Linked DNA regions of Zea mays: region 2 is linked to region 1. Evidence: chromatin contacts called from public Hi-C data. All regions are on one chromosome and are shown on one strand. The core of a region is the stretch at or near the end of the contact, and the rest is flanking DNA. Distances in the headings are between cores, read along the strand shown.

The links. A called contact is a pair of places that touch in the nucleus more often than the background predicts.
Region 2: a contact with region 1 is called in a Hi-C map of leaf, with 2.8 times the contacts expected there. The contact joins the promoter of LOC100273093 here to the promoter of LOC100276627 in region 1. A contact is called at or near these places in 4 of 25 Hi-C or Micro-C datasets (bundle sheath, ear, leaf and 1 more).

What each region holds. Positions count from the first base shown.
Region 1 is chr1:66,856,344-66,859,711 of Zm-B73-REFERENCE-NAM-5.0, reverse strand. LOC100276627 (non-specific lipid transfer protein-like 1) reads right to left here and starts at 1,493. Exons shown (of 3, transcript XM_008658189.4): 1 at 882-1,493; 2 at 513-536. The coding sequence starts at 1,245.
Region 2 is chr1:67,188,801-67,192,168 of Zm-B73-REFERENCE-NAM-5.0, reverse strand. It overlaps LOC100273093 (putative trehalose-phosphate phosphatase J), which reads right to left and starts at 1,701. Exons shown (of 5, transcript NM_001147542.1): 1 at 1,353-1,701; 2 at 1,126-1,266; 3 at 893-964; 4 at 463-567; 5 at 1-353. The coding sequence starts at 1,589.

The sequences.
Region 1 (3,368 bases), core at 244-2,743:
ATACAAAGGTGATTGGAAATAACAGCTGAGGATTCTTTGCTGGCAAACAAAAATGTTGCGGACCCATAGTTATGCCAAAGGAGCGGAACACCACACATGCATGTGGAGATGTTTTGAGCGTGTTACAGCTCATCAGCTTCTTTTCTAGCAGAAGAAAGACAAAACACATTTATACTCTTGTGACAGCTAAGAATTCTGTTTTTTCTTCCATTTTTTTTAAAAAAACAAAAACTTTATTCTTGGAAAACGGACAGCTAAAAAATTCAGATCTTGTTTTTTCCCAGTTGAAGTTATTGTACAGTTCTAGCATATATTTGTTCTGTTCATACTTGAAGATCTAAAGTTCTAAACAGGCGTAACACTGCAAAAATTCATAGAGCATAATCTAAGTACTAATATGTGCCGATTGTTCCTAAAAATCATAGAGTGTAATAAAGGCGCATGTCGTTACACAGAGATTAGACGGACGTAAAAGAAAAGACAGTGAAACTGATAGTGAGGCATAGAGTTACCTTCGGTTGGGGGAAGCGCGGAAACTGCAAGCAAAAGAGTGGAACTGTTAGATCATATCGAAATTGCTTAGAGTAGCAAAAGGGAAAACCAAACTAACTTATCAAAAAAAGGGACCTTTATCTACACTACATAAAATCCTTCTAAGAGAAATCAAAGGAGCGGTAAAATCCGAAGAAAAGAAACCCGTGATTTAGGCATGGGTTCTCGAGGTGTAAGGAAATTTTTTGGAGGAGATGGCACAGTACTAAGTTTTTTTTTTTTTTGGGGGGGGGGGGGGGGGGGGGGACACATGATGAGATATGACGGAATTTAAGAGGGAAACTGCTCGGGGAGAAGCAAGGATGAGGAAAGGCTCGGGTGGTGCTCACTGTTGCACTTGCTGAAGGCGGCGTTGGACGCGCCGCACGCGCCGGGGAGCGCCAGCACGCGCTTCATGTCGATGGGAAAGCCCAGGTTACTGGAGTTGGAGCCGGCGAGGGAGCAGAGGCAGCCCACGATGACGGGGCTGGCCACTGCGGTCTTGACCTCGCCGCAGCAGGCAGCGGACGGACGGCGCGCGCTGCTCCCCTTCTGGACGTAGTCGATGCAGTCGATCAGGCTGGCGGCCTGGGAGATACAGTCCACCGCCGGCGCCGGTGCAGGGGAGTTGGAGCCCGCCCCCGCGGCGGAGGCGGCGAGCGCCAGGAGGACGCACGCCACGGCGGCTGCGGCGGCGCGGGAGGCGAGGGCCATGATGGCTCGAGTGGGAGGAGCGGAGTGGAGTGGGGTGGGCGGGCGGTAGGGAATGGAAGTTGGTGGGACGCGGGGTGTGGAGAGGTCAGGGCACGCGTGCCTTTATGGAATCCAGATGCACAGATGGCAACGGTCCACGGCGGCGAGGTTGGCATGAACTGGAATCATGGGTGCTTTGTGCTTTCCCGTGTTAACTTGTTCTCGACTTCTATTATCTCTCCTCTCTCTCTATCTCTCTACATTCTACATATCTACGTCTATCTATAACTAATAAAAAATATTAAAAGAGCTTCACCTACGACGAAAACATCCTGTAACAACAATTTCTCACATCTTTTGCCTCCCCCTCTCGTTTTCTCTCTCCAACGGTTTACTTTACTTGTTTTGAAACTAAATCCACTACTCTAGTGCAAACAGACATACAAAACACAGTTTTAGGGGGTGTTTGGGAACAAAGTTTTTCTGCAGTTTTGGAAGAATACTGCAGTATTCTCAAATACTGCAGTATTATATACATAATGGTGTTTGGCAAGCTGGGTAAAATCTCTGTTTTCAAAACTGAAGTATTGTGTTGGGGGCTTGTTCTCAAATGCTATGAATTAAGAACAAGACAACATGAAATGTTAAATGTTAATATCCTTCGTCCAACGAAGCATTATTCCCTCGGGGATAATAAACTCTGGACGAAGGTGGGCAACAATATGATTACGAAGGTTAAGTCTTCGTAATCGGATTTTAATAAATTGTATGAAATAACATAAAGTATAGAGTATCAGAGGTAAATGAATCATATAATATCCATTCAATATATTTAAGTATTGGATACAATAATACCTCTGCCTTGGCAAAGGTTGATTCCCGAATGATGTGATTGCAGAAAACAGGAAAGTGTGAACAGTAAGGGAGTACTGTTCACTATTTATAGGCACGGGATACAGTCTGTGAGGAATTACAATTATGTCCCTCATAGGGGATTACAACAGCGACCCAAACATTTATGGACTGAAAGGTCATTCTACTTTTAAGTCGGTTTGCAATTCCGAAGCTTCATGAGGAGGAACCTTCGGTCATCTCATGCGAACAGCTTCAGTCGAAGCTGCTTCTCCCTACAAGACCTTCGGCGACGAAGCATGGTCCCAACAGTAGCCCCTTTCACGGCGCTAGATCGTTTTTCGTAACGAGCTTGAACCGTGAAAAAGTCTCTTAAGCTTCGGGAAGCCGAAGGTCCAAAAAACACCTTCCCTGAGCTCGTTGTCGAGAAACGATTCAGCTTCCAAGAGCGTAACGGTCCCACCTTGCAGAGTTACTGTTTGGTCTCTGCGGTCCACCGCGCAGCGAGTACAAGCGGCTGTCCGCTTGGTGTAAAAATCCTGGCGCTTCGCCTTCTTACCTGCAATACTATATAAACAGACGAGTAGGTGTGAAGTTACCACAGCATTCATTGCTACTTGCACTGTTTTGTTGCCAAAATTTTTAACCATAGCCGAAGCTTCACTCTCGGACTCGAACGAAGCTCCAGCTTGAAGCCTGCTTCGTCAGAAAAAGGAACTTCGGAAAAAACAATATTCAATTCCCACAAATTCAGAATTAAATGGTCAGAGTACGTTCTACCGCTAGGGTTGAACGTGAGGGAGGCGAAGCTGAAGGCTCGGAGACTGTTCCCATCTCCGAAGCAATGCAGCGATCCGGGCTGGTAACTTCGGAAGAAATCCCCACTGCTGAAGCAAAACAAGCAACTGCCGAAGCAGAAGAAGAGAACATTGAGGAAAACATTGAGGAAACCGATCCTGAAGATGATTATCGTATTGCGATGCCAAGTAAGCCCAGCCACTTGGACTTCGGGAAGTCTACTGTTTCGAAGGCTGATCTCTCCAAGATGGTAAAGTCGGGTTTTTTCAGTGAAAATCAGAAGAAGCTACTTCGCTTCGGGGGGTAAGAAACTACCCCGAAGCCAGAGAAAGATGAAATAGTTATCTTCAAGAGCTTTCTAAAGGCTGGGTTGAGATTCCCCCTGAATGGGATTATTGCAGAAATATTGGAAAGGTTTGGAATCTACTTTCATCAGCTGACTCCTAACGCTATCGTTAGGCTCAATGTTTATATCTGGGCTCTCCGAAGCCAAG
Region 2 (3,368 bases), core at 452-2,951, 330 kb before region 1:
AAGACGTCGTCGCGGTCGGCGTCGGCGGCGAAGCCGAGGGCGTGGAGCAGGAACTCCAGCGCCTTGCCCTTGTCCCAGCGGATCATGGGGCGGACCTCCAGCACCTTGCGGCCCTGGGTGAGGCGCAGGCCCGGGTGGTCCCTCAGCACGGCGCGGACCTGCTCGAAGAGCGCGGCCCAGCACGCCTCCTCCACGCAACGGAAGTGGACCGACAGGCAGAACTTGTTGTCCTCCACCTTGGCGCCCGGGATGGCGCGCTCCACCTTGGCCACCAGCGCCGCGTACACCTCCTGCATCACCGGCAGGAACTCGCTCGCCGGCTGGCAGAGCACCGCCTCCGCCTCCGCCTCCGCCTGGTGCATTGCAGGGACGGACGGTCAGCTTACGAGAATGGGAGGAAGGGGGAAAAACAAAGAGACGGTGATGGTGATGTAAGTTCGGAAAGGTCGTACGACGGTATACCTTGCCGTTGCCGTGGTGGTGGTTGGCGTCGGCGGTGGGCCCCCGGATGTCCATCCCGTGGCTCCCGGCGTAGTAGAGCTCCGCTAGCCGCACGAAGCTGAACACCTGCGCGAGAGCCGAGAGCACGTCGGTCAGCGTCGCCGTCGTGGCCGTCACTTTCGCGCCGAGTTGGTGAGTGCCAAAAGAAAAAGAAAAAAAAAGAGGAGGGGAGAAAACGGGGGCCACGCGCCCCAGGCCAGCTCCCGTCCCGCCACGCCAAGTGGAGGAGGAGCTTCTAGCTGGGTCGCCTCGCCTCACCTGTCCCGTGCGGATCCTGATGAGCGAGCGAGCTACCCGGTGGGCGGTGGCCGCTGGATTTTACTAGGCCTCTTGTGTGGCGGTGAGAGGATGAGGGGAGAGGAAGGCGAGCGAATGGGGGGAGTGCGTGTACCTTGTCCCGGCACCGCCCGCTGACGATCGCTGTCGGGAAGCGCGCCGCCACGCCGCGCACCGCGTCCCTCATCTGCGTGTTCACAACATCGTCGGCGTCAGAGCAAGGGAATCCTCATCTCTTTGGCGTGGTCGTCGGGACCTGGAAGCAGAGCGTGCTCTGCTTTCTCGTCCCATCTTATAATAACTGCGGTATTTGGTTAGAGGCGGAAGAGAGAAGAAGAGCCCGGACACCTCGTCCGTCATGACGGCGCGGTCGGGGTCCTCCACGATCGGGGACAGCGTGCCGTCGTAGTCCAGGAACACCGCGACCTGCTTCCCCTTGGCCGCCGCCGCCAGCGCGTCGAAGCGGTCCAATGCCGACGGGTGCCGCTCCTGCACCAAAAACGGGTCGATTTCTTAGTTCCGCGTGCGTTTGTTTCGTTTCGGCGCCGCCCATGGGCTGGCCCGCGTGCACGTACCATCCAGTCGTCGTGCTCCGCGTCGGCGGCGCCGGGCACGGGCGCCATGAGCCTGTGCCTGGGCGACGAGGCCTTCATGGAGTCGAGCCAGGACCCCACGACGGCGGGGCCGAGGTCCACCTGCGCCGCCAGCTTCCTGCACGACTCGCCGCCCGCCGCCGTCCTCGGCGGCGGGAACGAGAAATGCCGCGCCGCCGCGACGTCCTCCGGGCCGATCACCACGCCGTGCTTCGTCATGCTTGCTATAATAACTGAACGGTGGTGGTGGTCGCCGCTGGCTAGACAGGCGGGGGAGAAGAGAGATAGATGGGCGCTGAGTCGAGCAAGCTGTTGTTGCCCGAAGCTTTGCCTGCGGTGGTGGGGAGTCTGGGGGCCTGGTGGAGGGTATTTATAGGTAGGGGAAGACCGGAAGAGGGCATGGATGACCGGCCTTTTTTGGTGCCTGCTGCTTGTGCCCTGCCCCCTTCCTTCAAAAAAAAACTGTGAAAATTTTCTTGCACCTTGGGCTGTTGAGAAGCATGTACCCAGCAAGTGGTATTGCGTGCGTGGGACGTTTCCGTCGTCTTTTCTCTGTTTATTAGTAGTACATGTGTTGCCATATTGTATTTGAGGAGAGGGGCTGCGTTTACAGTGAGAGAAAATTTTCTGAATATTTCGTTTTCCCTATAAAATGGAACTGTTGGAAATCCTATGTTCAAGAAAGGCTCTAAACTCCATATGTAATATATATACATTTATAGTACATTTACTTAATGTTTAGAATCAGACAGTTTTGATGATACTCTAGTAAATTTGATTCTAGACAAAACTAAGGGTCTGTTTGGTTCGCTGTCTAACTAGCCACATTTTGCCTAACTTTTCTGTCTAAGGTTAGTTTTTGAATTCGAACGACTAATCTTAGGCAAAGTATGATGCAGTTAGCCACGAACCAAACATGCTCTAAAATAACCTGTGATCTGAAACCGGAAGAGTCTGGCATGTTAGGATCGTCCACGTCCTTTGGTTTTTCTGATGCACTTAGCTCTCTTTTTTTTTAACGATGAAGCAGCTAGCTTCCTTAATGAAGAGGAAAACACGAGTGGTCAGCCGTTGTTAGAGTCAGCGTTTGCAGCCGAGGCAGGCAGGCAGGCAGAGGTTGGATCCAAAGTCTATGCAGCCATATTATTATATTATACACACTATAAACTATACAAAATTACAAAAACCTTGCGTTAACCAACGCACGCAACAACCGCTTTAACTAACGCGACATGGCAATTTCTCGCGAGACCAAACAAGAGGCCAGAGGGAAAGGTGGGGGCGCGCCACGCGGCGGGGCCCACGGGCGTGGACGGTCCGGTCCACGTCGGATCTGGTCACCGTTGCGCTGTCGCCCTCCACGCGTTCACCGCAGCGGCGCCAGCTCGGACGCGCCACCCCGGGGCCCAGCGCGCGGGCTTGCGTCCACGTGTTGCTCCGGGAGCAAGTGGGTGGCGGGACCGCGTCGACATGGACCGGGCCCACAACATCCGCATGCGCGGAGCAATTCCGCTCCTTTGTTTGCTCCTGTCTGTCTTGCTCAGCTCCTCTCGCTGTCGTGCTGTGCAAGTGAAGTGTGTTCTCTTTCCGTGACTCATCTCCAGCAGAGCCACTCTCGCCTCGCCTCGCATGTGAAAAATTGGAGGCTTCAAGCCACTATATGTATATTTCCACTTGAGCATAGACGAGGATACGAAAAAAAAACGTTGGCTCTTTTTTTCTTTAACGGCTAGTCTAGAAACCTCATTTTATTAAGGGATTTTTCATTTTCTATGGAAAAATAGAAAATACCTGAGAAAATTAGGTTTCCAAATTAGCCCTACGAGATAGTTTGACAACTCTATTTACCAAGAAATTCTCATTTCTCTAAGAGCTAGTTTATTAACTCTATTTACCAAGGATTCTCATTTTCTTAAGAGAAAATAAATTAATTTTTTTTGGAAAAATAGAAATCTCTCGAAAAATAGTGTTACTTGCCCTAAATCTATCTATTCTCTT